Regions from separate parts of the Sus scrofa genome. Here regions 1 and 3 are each linked to region 2. A link is a contact called in public Hi-C and targeted proximity ligation data. All regions are on one chromosome and are shown on one strand. The core of a region is the stretch at or near the end of the contact, and the rest is flanking DNA. Distances in the headings are between cores, read along the strand shown.

The links. A called contact is a pair of places that touch in the nucleus more often than the background predicts.
Region 1: a contact with region 2 is called in a Hi-C map of retroperitoneal adipose tissue, with 2.2 times the contacts expected there. A contact is called at or near these places in 2 of 5 promoter capture datasets (fetal liver and fetal skeletal muscle), 7 of 47 Hi-C or Micro-C datasets (alveolar macrophages, embryonic fibroblasts, epiblast stem cells and 4 more) and 2 of 2 datasets of targeted methods (alveolar macrophages and skeletal muscle).
Region 3: a contact with region 2 is called in a targeted proximity ligation map of alveolar macrophages. A contact is called at or near these places in 3 of 5 promoter capture datasets (fetal liver, fetal skeletal muscle and liver), 19 of 47 Hi-C or Micro-C datasets (alveolar macrophages, embryonic fibroblasts, fetal heart ventricle and 10 more) and 2 of 2 datasets of targeted methods (alveolar macrophages and skeletal muscle).

The regions. Positions count from the first base shown.
Region 1 is chr5:69,446,666-69,451,558 of Sscrofa11.1, reverse strand. CACNA1C (voltage-dependent L-type calcium channel subunit alpha-1C) reads right to left here. Exons shown (of 50, transcript XM_021092981.1): 49 at 4,455-4,784; 50 at 3,131-3,731. The coding sequence ends at 3,429. Among named protein-coding and RNA genes, the nearest start is that of IL17RA, 12 kb to the left of the region's middle.
Region 2 is chr5:70,130,614-70,135,159 of Sscrofa11.1, reverse strand. It overlaps MICAL3 (F-actin-methionine sulfoxide oxidase MICAL3), which reads left to right and starts at 2,191. Exons shown (of 40, transcript XM_021092508.1): 1 at 2,191-2,383. It overlaps PEX26 (peroxisome assembly protein 26), which reads right to left and starts at 2,136. Exons shown (of 5, transcript XM_003126596.4): 1 at 1,310-2,136; 2 at 92-232. The coding sequence starts at 1,524.
Region 3 is chr5:69,509,133-69,514,034 of Sscrofa11.1, reverse strand. It overlaps HDHD5 (cat eye syndrome critical region protein 5), which reads left to right and starts at 1,476. Exons shown (of 10, transcript XM_021092501.1): 1 at 1,476-1,599. The coding sequence starts at 1,477.

The sequences.
Region 1 (4,893 bases), core at 1,974-4,473, 680 kb after region 2:
GCAGCAAAGCAGAGAAAAATTCATGAATCAAGCTGAAATCTGGGGGAAAGTCTTCCTTTTTACTCCAAGACCTAAAAAACCATCTAGGAGGGGGTAGACAGGAGACAGCTGGGAATCGAACCCAGCAGGCGAGTAGCTATTAAGACCAGGTTGGAGACAAGAGGCTGCCAGCCAGGGGACAACAAATCAGGTTGCCAGACCCTGGAACTTGAACTCTTCAAGTCCTTGGGGTCCTCGGGCATCGTGGCTTTTCTCCCACCACTCAGGGTTTTCAGAAGACTTGCTGGTTCTGGTTTACGAGGTCACAGGGGAGGTTCTATTTGGATGCAGAGGTGGAGGCCACGCAGTGGAAGAGGCTCAGAACGACGTGTCGCGTGTCCAGCCTGCACTGGTCAGTCATGCACTCAGGCTCCCGAGACCCTCTCCTGCACAGGGCCCTCCCACCTGAGACACTTCCCTTCACGGCGGCTTGAGTGCCCTTGCCACGCTGACAGTGTCCCCGCACGCAGGGAGGACGCCTAGTTCTGCCCGACAGAGACAGAGCTTAAGGCAAAGGAGAAGCAAACCTGCACATGCGCGCGGAGGGGCAAGGGTGGGCTCCGTGTAGGGTGAGGGTGGGCTCTGCGTGCGCCAAGCAGGAGCTGGCAGGTGATGCAGGTGGAAAGTCCAAAAAGAAGACAGGAGGCAGCACAAAAAGGCCGAGTGTGTGCATGTGTGAGGTCAGTTAAGGTTCCAATGTCTCTCCAGCGGCCAAGCATACGGCTAGGACCAGGCATTAACCCCAAAGGGCTCCTCTGTCCATTACAACTAAAATCTTGTGGTGGCACAGTGGGGGACATCTGGGGAAACACAGGACCTGAACTTAAATTCTTGAGATCTCGATGGCACCGACAAGCCCAGAAAATGTGAAGGGTTGGACGTGGAGAAACAGGGAGCGGCTCTTCGGTCTCCAGGCTGTAAGGTAACCTGGCAGCCTGCACGTCAGTCATCAGAGTAAAATCTTCTTCACTGAGGAGCGGGCGTCCCCGGCTTTGATTTTTAAACTGCTCACGTAAGGAGGTGCCAGGAAGGGCTGAAAGAGCCCCAGGCCTGGAGGAGGCTCAATGGGAAAGTTCCAGATGAATTGTTGGGTCCTGTTTCCTCCAAACTGGTCCCTTTCCAACCATCACTGTTGTAGTCTGTTTGAAGGAAGTGGCACCCTGGGTGACATCCAGGTAGCGGCAAAGAGACACCCCGAGAGGCTTCGGGTTCTGATCCCGCTCCCACTCCCAACATCCTGGTTCCTCCCTGGCTGCCACTTACGAGGGGCTGGCTGGAGCAAATCCTGCTCCAGAGTGAGTGAAAGGTGGAGAAGTGAGCAGGACGGCCTTGGCTTTGGACGGAAAGGATTTTCCCAGCTGCCCAGCTCAGGGACCTGGTATGAGCAGAGCGTGCCCGGCGAGGATGCCCTCCCCTCCAACCATTCCATCCTTCCGGTCAGAGAACACTTCCCTAAGGAACACGTGTGCTGCCACCTCTCCCATGGGGGACGCCGATGCCAGCAGATGACGAAAGAGGCTGGTCAGGGCATCTCAGGGCCGCACACAGCGAGGAGCTCTTCCTGAAGAAATTACAAATCAAGACAACTGGGGTGGAGTGGATGGAGTGGGTCTGGAATGAGTCCTGTCTCTCAAAGCAAGATACGGATGCACTGCCACCGAGTTTTGGGGAAAATGAGGGAAACAGAAGCGAACACAAGATATGCGCAACAGTGATGCTCAAGCCTGCGTCGGACCCCCCCCACACACAAGTGGTGCCCACACTTGTCGCACACATGAAAGGAAAAGCTGTTCCCTTTTCCCGACCACATGTAGGAAAGCACTTAAGAGCTCAAAGGTAAAGCTTGTCACACTCCAAATACAAAATGATTTACTTACATGCAGCAAATATACAAGAAGTGAATTCAAAAACAAACTTAATTCAATTCATTATATTCGCTTGGCACAATTGCAATTCAGTTTTAAAAAAATATTTGTAAAATACTGAGACTGACCTGAATTCAAGTATAACGGTCTCTTCAGCAGAAACACCATCAATGCAGTAAAACATTACACGGAACAAATCGAAGCAAAACGCCTTCTGAGTTTTTCCCTTAAATTTCTGTGTGGTTTTTTTAAATACAGCTTTAATGCCAACACAACTCACAATTGTATTTTTTAAAATGAATATTATTGCATTGTTTTTGCATATCTTGTGGGACAGAAAATGCAAAAGAGTTACTGATTCCCATTTCAGAAGCAGAGACAGTGGTTTGTTTTTGCTTTCAAATGGCCCCAGATTCGGATCTCCCCACAGGCCTGAAACGGGGAGCCGTGGGCTAACTGGTGGGCACGGACCACGTCCTCACACAGACACCTGCCACACACACAACACACACACACGCAGAGACCCTGTGTGTGCTTCATGCGTGCTTCCTCTCTCGGGCACCCACTAGTACACACGAATGTGCAAGATCCTATCCGAGTGCACTCTTGATTACCTTTAAATTATGAAACCAAACCCCCAAATCTTGTCACCACCTAAGGAAATTATAACAAATTATTGGGCGTACAAAATGGCTGGTAAAACCCTCCTACAGCGGCTCCGTTGCATCCTCCGTAGAAAAGGAAACCACAACCGTTAAGTAATACAACAAAACCAAACCCAATTTACATTTGCAAAAGTGAAAACAGGAAGGTGGGTGGTTGCAAAACTTTGTAAACACTCTTCTTCCTCCCCTCCCCCTGGCAAAACTAAATTAAAAACAAACACCCTCCCCCAAAGAAAACCAACATGCGGTCAAGAAAAACGTCAAATCCCAGAACAAAAGAGCGCTGGACGGAAGCTCAGCAGCACCCGGTCTTGTCCCACCGGCGTGCCCGCTCCCCTGGCCTCGATGCGATGTGCGCGCGTGGCCGGGCAGGAAAGGGGATCCAGCTGCAGGTGGGGTGGTGGGCGGTGGTGCGGGGCCCCTCCCTGGCTTCCTCTTCCAGCGTGGGTGGGGCCGGGTCCTCCTTCCTCTGTGAATCCGCGGGCCCTGGCTCTATGGGGACAGTGAGGCTCATACAGAATATGTGCAAAATGATTTTTTTTTTTTTTTTTTTTTTTTTACAAGCAAGGTTGAAAGACACCCGTTTGGCACAGGGTCCTTTTGGTGAGGGCTGGGGGGAGCCGGGTTGGCGGTGCGGGGTGGGGGCCCTTCCTGGTGCCGGCGCCCCGCCCCAACCGCTCCCCGCGGACACGGACTGCGGCTGCTTCTCTCCTGGCCACCCGACTTGATCTTGTCCCCACGAAATGAATGAAGACGCTGTTCCGGTTAACTCCAGGTCACGAGAACAGTGAGGCACTTCTGAAACGAACCCATTAGGAACATTGAAACAAATAAAAAGCCGGCGTCTCCGGCCCGGCCGCTACAGGCTGCTGGCGAAGGCCCTGCTGTCCAGGAGCTCGTCCTCGCCCTGGCGGGGCTCGGGGCCGGGCGCCCAGGCCGCGTCCTCCGCGCCCCCTGCTCGGTCCGGCCCTGGGTCCCTGCAGTTTGCAAAGGGGAGCAGGGTGCCGTTGGGGCTCTGCCCAGCGCCCCCGCTGAGGATGTTGTCGGCGGCGCTCTCCATCTCCTCTATGGTCATGTCGCAGGCGTCGGCCAGCTCCTGGGTGGTGGCCTCCAAGAACCTGGGATCCTGAGCAAACTGCCCCAGTCCTTCTGAGATCAAGACCTGGGGGCGGGCAGAGAGGAACCAAGGAGGATGTGACTCCTGGGTCAGCTCTTCCCTGCGGGACCAGCACAGCGGGCTTCTGACTGCTCCCATCAGGAAGAGCCTGTGTGCATGCGTGTGCACCTGCGTGTGCACGCCTGCTGGGAAGGGCATTGGGGGTGTGTAGGCTGGAGAAAGGACTTTGGGGTTGGGGAACCCGTCATCAAACACAGGGAGCCTTGGCACACAAAAGCGGTGGGGGCCCGGCCTGCCCTGGTCCCCCCAACCCCCACTGGGCCTCCACGGTGCCCCAGAGCCTCCAAGTCACTCTTTCCAGGAAGCCTCCACTCCCTTCTGGTGACACCTGGCCCAGTGCCCCTGGCTGCCTTTCTAGGGGTGAGGGTCCTGGGGACGGGGTGGGGGTGTGTGTGTGTCTGCCCCCTTCCTGGAGGCTGCTCGAGGAATGGCCTTGGGAAGAAGCAGATGAGCCTGGAGGACCTCCGCTTCTATCTGGCCTGCTCCCCACCAACCCTTGTCCTACTCAGCCTTCCTCATGGTTCTGCCTTCGTGCCAGCTCCCTCACCAGTGTGACCACTATTTCTCAGCTGTGGCCCACGCCTGGGTGCTGGGCGCTCACTAGGATTCGAGGCCTGAGTAAGGGTCTTTCCGGCCCAGAGATCTGACACCCCCTCTGCTCGGGAGAAAACCAGGGCCCCCTTCTCCTCTCCATTCCCAGCCACTCACCGCTTCCACCAGGCTGCTGGCGCTGCCGTGGAACTGTCGGCCCCGGGTCCCTGCTGGGCTGGGCACAGTGAGAGACACCGGCCGGGCCCTCCGGGGGCCACTGCCTGCCCCGCAGGGCGTGGGCTCCCCAGCCCGGGGGCCGCAATGGACGGACGGGAAGCTGCTGGTGAGCTTTTCGCTGGACTCGGCCCCCTCCAGCCGCAGGGTGGGGACAGGCCTCAGAGGCCAGCCTGGGCCAGGTGTGGCGGGGGGCGTGGTGCATGGCAGGGGGAAGGTGCCGGGAGGATGGCTTCTCTGCAGGAGGGGGCTCAGGCCTGCCACCGCCAAAGCCTGCGGAAATAAGAGCATGGGCTGGGGGGCTCCGCTTCCCAGCAGCTCCTGCTCCAGTGGGCCCCACAGCCCGCCACTCACACCCTCTTGGTCACCCATTAAGACCCGG
Region 2 (4,546 bases), core at 942-3,441:
GAGCTATCAGGACTGATTTGGGAAAGGACAGGAAAACCCTCTTGCTCCTGCACTGACCCAGTGGGTAAGCGGTAAGGACCTAAGGACCTACCACAACTCCAGGACTTTGGGGGGCAGCTTCTCAGGAATCTGGTAATACTGAAGAACCCAAGACAGGACTTCCCGCCACCGATCCATCTCCGCCAGGGCCTGGATTCCCACAACACAGAGAGAGCATTTCACCTCCAAGGAGCTGTCAGGGAAAAGCCAATTCAAGTTTAGAAGCGGTTTCCCTGCATTGCCATTGCCACCTCCACCTTGGGACTCTTCTTCACCAGCTCCCAAATTCAGCAGTCGTCACCTCTACCCTCCCACCGGTGTTCTAGTGGACCTCACAATTACAAGTGGTCTTCTGCCCCCAAACAAGAGAAAACTGCCCTTTTCCCAGGAGCTAAAAGTTTCTCTAAATCTAGAAGCAAATCAGCAGCTGCCCAACACACAGCTCTGTATGCAGTTGAAATGTGGATTAATGAGCAGGAGGGTTCCTTTACTTCTTAGGTGAAGAGGACAAGAAACAGCATAGATATTTGGGTGGGAAGAGAGGTGGAGCTAAGAATTTGAAAGGTTATAGCCTCAGTACAGGCACAGGAACTCCACTACTGGCCTCCTAGCACCACCTACAGAGGCACCTCCAAGCACCCAAATCAAAGCCTTCAGCATTTATTCACCAACCCCCTGAACACACAGCCAGGGCTCCCCAATTCATTACTCCCTGGGGTCAGCTTTGACTACTCTACCCACCCCCTCCCTAGTGTGGCCTAAGCCAACCTTACAATCCACAGAGAAATTATGCCTTCAACTACCAGAGAGGACGGCAGCATTAGAAAAAGCAGCGCAAGACCAAGGTTTCTAATTCTTTGATCCGACCCTTCAATAGAACTGGAACACTACTCCTGCCCTGAACCCCATCCCCACTCATCAGCCAAAGTGAGAAGGGGACAACTCAGTGGAGGGTGTACCTTCGACAAGCCTCCCACCACCTGCTTACTGGAGCAACTGAACAATACAATCCTGTCTTCCCTTCATGTCATTCTGCCCTGGAACAGGGAGAAAGAATTGGCTGTGGGTTCCCACTAAGCCCTGTGACACGACTCAACTGCTTCCTCCTCAACGGGCAGTGCCTCCCCTTTCTCCTCAGAAAATGGGCACAAGGTCAGGCACCCCTGAGGAAAGCAAGGAGTAAGACTTCCGCCAACAATCGGAGGGCAAGAGTCCTGGGGACTGGTGCCCCTCCCACCGTCACCCGAAGGGAGCCGAGCCCAGCACGTACGCGCCCGCGGGCTCCTCCGCCAGGCCCTGCCACGCGCGTTCGCAGGTGCGGAGCGCCGCGGCAAAGTCCAGGTGCACCACCAGCAAGTCGGCCGCCTCCTCCAGCAGAAGTGCGGCTGCCGATGGGGCCGGGGAGGAGCGCACCGGCTCGCTGCTCCGCAGGGGGCCCCCAAGCCCCCTCAGGGGGGCTGCAGAGGTCGCGGGGTCACTCCTCATAGGCGGGCGCCGGGCGACCGCCCTCTGGGGGCTGCAGGGTGTCCGGTGCGGCCTGGGAGAAGAGAGGGTCCTCACAGCCTGGCCCACGAACCGCCCGAGGCCGCAGCCCGTAAAGGAAAGATTGGCGCGGCTGGGCTTGTCTGCGGCTCCAGCGAGGGACAGCCTGGCACCCTCGGATATGCAGAGCACTGCGTCCCTGGAGACGCAGCCTCACGACAAGGACTGGAACCCCCGAGCCCGGGAAGGAGTCTGCCCCGACCCTCTCCAGGGGCTGAGCCGCCGCCAGCGGCGCGGGAACGTGGGCGCCGACAGCTTCGCTGCGCGCGCAGAGCGGCGCCCGGCGGCGCGGGACACTCTGGGAGTTGTAGTCTTGCTCCTGGAGCGGCCCCGCTCCGGGGCGCAGATGGGGGGCTTCGGACTACAAGCCCCGGCATACGGCGCCCCAGAAGCCGTCACAGTCGGAGGAAGCCAGCCGACCCAAGCCGCGGGCTGTGGGAGGTGAGGTGGGTACTTGTTGCGGGCCGAGGCTCTGGCCTCCGGCTTCTCTAGCTCCTGGATTCTGTAGGGACACGGCTCCGGCGGCGAGCAGGAGAGGGCGTCTGTGAACCGCCTCCTCCCGGGCCCCGCCCAGCACCCGTCAGTCCTTCCTTCTTTTGTTTTGCTGCCGGTCCCACAACTGGCAGGTGGCAAAAACACAGCCAGCCAAGGGCAGGAGCTTGGCCACCGCGCTCTGCCGGATGGGCTGTGTCCGCTTGTGTCCAGGGATCCACACTGAGCCTCCGTGTCTTATGCCAGATAGATATTCCGTGAAAAAGCCGTACAGTGTGTAATGCAGTTTACAGTAAAGGACTGAGTCAGAGTAAGTATTCAATACGTCCTGGCTTTAATAGTAATTATTAAGTAATTTTACACAGATACAGAAGTTACATTTATTATTATATTCTGTGCTTCACTCAGGCTTTGAAGAGCCTCCTAGGTTTGTGCTAAGCCCTGAGCTTCAGTTCCTCCCAGTTCCCTACCATTTGCACTCTCTCCAAAACGTTGCCCTTGTGATTAAATCGGACAGGCCAGGCACAGGGTCAGCACCTGCCTGCCTCAGCATCCCCTTCCATGGTCACCAGCCAGGGCCTTCCACCCTCTGCAAAAAGTCCTCCTGGAAAGCTGAGGCAGAAGCACAAAATCCATCAGACTCTGGGGATGAGAAGTGTGGACCCCATAATGGCATAAGGTGATAAAGCCAGGACTTCACTTTTTCCGTGGATATTTAACACCTACTAAGTGCCAGCCTTGTTCTAAACACTGAGGATCCCACATGAACGAAGGAGACAAAAATGTCCTCCTTTGTGGAGCTTCCATCATAGTGAAAGAGGGGAGCAAAATTAAAAATAAATACAGTGGTATGTCAGATGGTGATAAATGCTTAAAGAGAACTTGGATGTGACAACAGTGACTACGTTTAACTTTGTTTTCTAGCAGTAAATCCAGGGTTGAAGTAGAGCAGAGAGAAAATGTGCTTTTCATGCTCAGAACTAGCCTCCATTGGTGAAATCACTGCCCTTGGGACCAACACATACTTGATGTCCACCCTAAGTCCCCCTTTCTCTCCAGGCAATATTCTTCCCACAGAGCAAACTCCACTCTGGAAAGTGAATTAGTTCAAGGCTGAATTTATCAAAATGTTTTATCTGTTCTGCCTCAGATTTGACAGCCAATAATGAAGATCATTAGTAATAGCATAATTACTGGACTGTAAACAAACAAAAAACTGTTTCTCAGAATTGGCTTATAAGTCTCCCCTGAAAAATCAGAAAAGCAGTAGTAGCGTCAGAATACAGACCTGACCAGGCCTGGGCCAGTTGAGACTGGCAGGACCAGGCCTCTGCCTCCAGGAGCACCACTTCCAAGCTTTTGCTGCCAGAAAAAGGCCCCTTCCTTAATCCTAGAGAAGGTTCTTGCTCTGCCCAGGATTTTCCAGGAGATGGCAGCACAGCCTTAAAAGAAGCAAGCCTGCCAGTACGTGCAGTGCTGTGATCCCTAGAATGAGGTCAAGATATTTAAAGAAGTGGGAGTTTGCAAAAAAAAAAAAAAAAAAAAAAAAATATGAAAATAGGATTTTTCTATTTCTGTGTTTCGCCCAATCTCTGACTACCTGGGCCTACGCAGTGGTCTCTCTGTCACCACTACCCCTTAGCACTCTTATGCCCACCAGCTGATTCCCGAGTAACAGTGCTGACATAATGGAGCCAGACCATCTAATGAAGCCAGACCATCTCAAGCTAAGACACAGCAGTCCTAATTTATTCCACCTGAGGGACAGTGACCAAGTGTCTTAATGTCTCAGGGCTCATGACTCAAGCTATGAAACAGCCTTCCCTCCCTCTGGTATAAAATAAGTGGTGGTGGAGTTCCTGCTGCAGAGATTGGGGTTCCATCGCCAGCCCCGGGGCCGTGAGTTAAGGATCTGGCATTGCTGCAGCTGTGGTGCAGGTCACAGCTGTGGTGCAGGTTGCAGCTCTGGCTCGAATTCGATCCCTGGCTTGGGAACTTTCATATGCCTCTGGTGCAGCCACAAAAAAAAAAAGAGAGAGAGAGAAGTGGGAACAAGGCAGTTCTTTCCAATCTGAAAGCCCTGACCTGTGTCAAGATTTGTATTGTTGGAATCCTTTCATTTTGGGAAAATTAGTGGAGTAAATGAGACACGAAACCCACGCAATAGCCATTCCCTAGCCCAAGCTGTGGGACTTGCTGTTCTTTCTGTTTGCCAGGTACAGTGTGTCTTGCCTGAGCAGGGTCCTGAGGTTGTGGATTTGCTCACCTACTTTGAACATGTGGTAAGTTGGTGTTTCTGTAGCAGAAGGAGCTCTGGAATGGGAGATAGGCTATGCCGCTTGGAATCTTAGGGACCTCTGGAAGGTCGGCTTAGTCCTCTGAGTCTGTTTTCTCATCTGAAGACATGAATACCAACACCTGCCACATGGGGTATTGTGAGGCTCAAAAGAGATCATGTGACAGCCACTAGAGT
Region 3 (4,902 bases), core at 227-2,726, 620 kb after region 2:
GGGTCGAACCTGAGCTGTAGCTGCCGGCCTATACCAGAGCCACAGCAACGCGGGATCCAAGCCGAGCCTGCAACCTACCCCACAGCTCACGGCAACACCGGATCCTTAACCCACTGATCGAGGCCAGGGATCAAACCTGCAACCTCATGGTTCCTAGTCGGATTCGTTAACCACTGTGCCATGACGGGAACTCCCAACTCTCCCTCTTTAATAACACTCTCCCTGGCTGTTACAAAAAGAGTAGCAAGTGTTGGTGGGGAACAGAGAACTTTTGTGTGCTGTTGGTGGGAATGTAAACTGGTATAGCCGCTGTGAAAAAAAGTATGGAGATTCCTCAGAAAAATTTAAAATAAAACTAATGTACAATTCAGTAATCCCACTTCTGGATATTTGTCCAAAGAAAATGAAAACATTAACTTAAAAAGATACATGCAACCCAATGTTCATAGCAGCACCATTTACAAGAGCCAGGATGTGGGAGCAAACTAAGCATCCATCAATAGATAAATGGGCTCTTGGCCTTAGTGCCATCTTCTGAGAAACCTCTGTGCCATGACAGCAAAGTGCAGGAAGAAGCGAATGCGAGGCTGCAGCACAAAAGAACAAAGAGGAGGCAGAGGTCCGAGTAAACTTGTACATCTGCAGAAGCCGCAGGAGCAGAAACAAGGAAAGCCCAGAGGCCAGGGACGCTGGTACAATTTGTTGGGCTGCATGCCTTCTGTCTAGAACTTGTCTCAGTGGATCCAGAACAACTTTTCACCATTCTGAGCCCCTCGGCCACTTTGAGACCCACCTTGCTCACAGCAAAATGATCCCTTTTAGTATTTTGTCCTGGACCTGTGACATTCTGGACTAGTTCTGTTCCCAGTTGTGGCTGAACGTAACACATTACAATAAATTACCTCCTCTCTTACCAAGAAAAAAAAAAGATAAATGGACGAAGAGATACACACACACACACACACACACGCACATATATATACGTTATATATGTATGTATACATATACATACATATATAATGGAATATTATTCAGCCACAAAAAAGAAGGAAATGCTGCATTTAGCATCAACGTGGATGGATGGCCCTTTAGGTTATTATGTTTAATGAAGTAAGTCAGAGAAAACAAATACTGTATGAGGTCACTTACATGCGGACTCTAAGAAACAAAATAACCAAGCTCATAGATCCAGAAAACAGGAGAAAGAGTGGTGGCTGCCAGATATGAGGGTTAGGAGTTGGTTAAAAGTGTGAGAAAGTTAAAGGGTATAAACTTCCAGTTATACGACCACGCCCACACGCGTAAGGCAGAGACCGAAGCGGGACTACAGCTCCCGAGATGCCCTGCGAGCACCCCCGCCCCCTTCCCGCCCCCAATACTGGATGGGACTACAGCTCCCAGGTGCCCCAGGCGCCACTGGCCGATGATTGGCCGCGCGGCGGGCCGGGCGTGCGCGGTGCGCGCAGGTGGCGGCCCATGGCTGCGTTCGGCGAGGTGGTGGCGCGGCGGGCGCCCGGGCTGTGGTGGCGGGCGGCTTGCGGGGCGGCGCGCGGGGCCGCGGGGCTCGGGGGCCGCCATTTGGCGAGCGGCGGCGCGCAGGTGAGGGCGGCGGGCGGGCGGGCAGGGCAGGAGGCCCTGTGGCCTCGTGGACCGTGCTCTGATGTCCGGCCTCCAGGACATCACTCCCACCGTCCCCGCAGTGTCCGCGTGTAGTGACGTCACGTCCTTTGGTCCCCGCCGCGTAGCCGCCGCCCGGGGCACCGCGTGACTCTGTCACTCGCGGGGCCGGACCTGGGCACGCGGGCCTCGGTGACCCGCCAGTCGGAACGTGCAGAAGACCGCGGCCCCGGCCCGCGGGTTCTCACAGTTCCCGACTCTCCAAGGGTGAGAGTGGGAGGGTGGAAGAAGGGGATGCGCACCTGCCCGGCGGTTTACTACCTGTGTGACTTAAGGCCGATTTCCGCCCTCCCTCGCTGTCCGTGGAGGACTCCTAGACCTGAAGGTGCTGGCGTCCCACAGACGCCTGGCATCCGCGGATCCCCCATCCACCAACAGCCATGGCTTGTGAAGTTTACGATCACCAGTTGGTTGGATCCACGTGTGAGGAGCCCACAGCTGTGGGGGCTGAATGTATATTTGTTGAAATAAATCCCCCCTATAAGTGGATCCGCCCAGTTCAAACGTGGTCAAGGGTCGAGGGTACGGCCCCCAGGGGACTCCCCAAATTAATCTTAAAACCATGCTTTTTATTTAATCTATTTTATTTTATTTTTTTTAGGGCTGCGCAAGTGGCATATGGAGGTTCCCAGGCCAGAGTTCGAATCAGCTACAGCCGCTGGCCTACACCACAGCCATAGCTATGGAGGAGCTGAGCTGCGTCTGTGACCTACACCACAGCTCAGGCAAGGCGGGATCCTTCACCCACTGAGGGAGGCCAGGGATTGAACCTGTTCGTTTCTTTTGCACCACAAAGGGATCTCCCCTCTGCCATGCTTTTTAAAAGTATAGTTTATTTACAGTGTTGTGTTGCTTTCTGGTGTACAGCAAAGTGATTCAGTTATACATATATTATATATATAAAATATATGTATACTATTTAAGAATATTTTCCTTTATAGATTATTACAAGATATTGAACATAGTTCCCTGTGCCATACAGTAGGACCTTGTTTATCTATTTTATATGTAGTAGAAAACCACACGTTTTATCACTACCACAAATATGGACTTTTTTTCCCCTTTGTCTTTTTAGGCCCGAACCTGAGACATATGGAAGTTCCTAGACTAGGAGTGGAATTGGAGCTGCTGCCAATGCCACAGCCACAACACCATATCTGAGCTGAGTCTTCCACCTACACCACAGCTTACAGCAACGCCAGATCCCCAACCCACTTAGCGGGGCCAGGGATTGAACTTGAGGCCTCATGGACACTAGTCAATTTTGTTACCACTGAGCCATAACAGAAACTCCACATATATGGACTTAACTCAGAGCTGGCTTAATACCCAGGACAAGTTACAAAAAACTTGAAGTGATAAAGAAGAAAAATGAGAATATAGATGCAGAAAAAAATAAAACGAAAAATGAAAAGAGAATGAAAATTCTTATTTCCTTTTCTCTAGGTAACTTCACTTAAACAAAAATTAATAGACTTTTTTTAGACCAGTTTTAAGTTTTCAGAAAGCCGAGCAGCAAGTGTAGAGAAGTCACACCTGTACATCCCTCCCCGCGTCCCTTCTGTGAAGCATCTCATGGAGTGTGGAGTCGCTGCATCCGATGCGCCTTTGCTTCCCAGGTCCTGGGTGCCTGGTTCTCTGTGTGCTCACCTGAGGGCCACAGGTGGTCATCCCGCACTACACAGTAATAGATGAGGGAGTGTCACAGATACTGCTCAACTGTCCTGAAACTTTCTTGTTCTAAGTGGCAGGATCTGCGGGTCTTTCTAAGCAAATCTTACGACTGTTTACGATATGGCCCCTAAGACCAGTAGTTTAATTTTGCAGCCATCAGCATAAATGAACTGTTTGGTTTGTTGACTATGTGAGTTTTCAAAAACCCAAAAGCACAACAGTGTTATGAACCCCATAGACCCATGTTCCAGATTCAGCTGTTACTAACACTTTGCTGCACTTGATTTGCTTATCTGCCCTCTTTTCTTGTGGCTCTAAGATGTTAAAGGGAATCCATTTTCTTATCATTTCAACCTTAAATTCTTCTGTATGTACGTCTAAGAAAATAAGGACATTTTGAACCACAGCGCATTTGTGGTGAAAGTGGCTTGACTTAGCTGGTGCCAACAAAAAGGAAAATGGTAAACAGATTAGCTTGGGTTTTTCTGACAGCTGAAAAACACCTTGCATGTATGTTAGTTCACAAAAAAAATGGGGTGATTTTTTTTAAGGAGTACAGTGTTCAGCTTTGTAAATCCAAGAAATGGCAGTTCCCATTGTGGTTCAGCGGTAATGAATCTGACTAGTATCCATGAGGACGTGGGTTTGATCCCTGGCCTTGCTCAGTGGGTTATGGATCTAGTGTTGCCATGAGCTGTGGTGTAGGTCGCAGACGTGGCTTGGATCCTGAGTTGCTGTGGTTGTGGCATAGGCTGGCAGCTATAGCTCAGATTCAACCCCAGTCTGGGAACTCCCATGTGCCGCAGTTGTGGCCCTAACCCCCCCCCCAAAAAAAAGATACAAATCAAAGAAATGCAGATTGAGATGAGATACCTCTTTTTTTTTTTTTTTAAATTGTGATATTAACAGGATGTTTGATCCTTAACAAACTCTTTGATACCAGTGAAAACCATCCTGGGCAAGGGGACCAGGTTGCACGTGGGTTGATAGGTGTTTTGGAAAATGGGCCAATAGGTGTTCCATCACTAAAATGTTTGTACTCTTTTGACTTATAACTCTTGCTTTTAAGAATCTATCTTTCAGTTCTCTGGTAGTGCAGTGGGTTAAGGATTGGTATTGTCATTACTGTGGTGCAGGTTCAGTCCCTGGCACTGGAATTTCCACATGCTGTGGGCGCAGCCAAAAAAAAAACAACTAGAAGAAAAATCCATCATATGGAAAAACTAGTAAGCATGAATAGGTTCTTTATAGTATAATTCGTAGAGGCAAAAGTGTGGAAAAACCTAAATATCTGAATAGGGGAAACCTAATGGAGTATACACTCAAAATATGTAGCAGAGGCGATGTGGAGGAGGTGGGGCTGTGGTACAGAAAGAAAACCAAGAGATACCAATGAAAAACGGAAGATGGAAAAGAAAGCACGACATAGGGCCATTTCTGTGTTAGCTCCAAGATAAGAAATTAGTACCATCCATAAAACAGTTTCTGGAAAACACACAAGACAGGGAGTAGTAGCACTGGGCAGCAGCAAGAAACAAGAATTTTCTATAT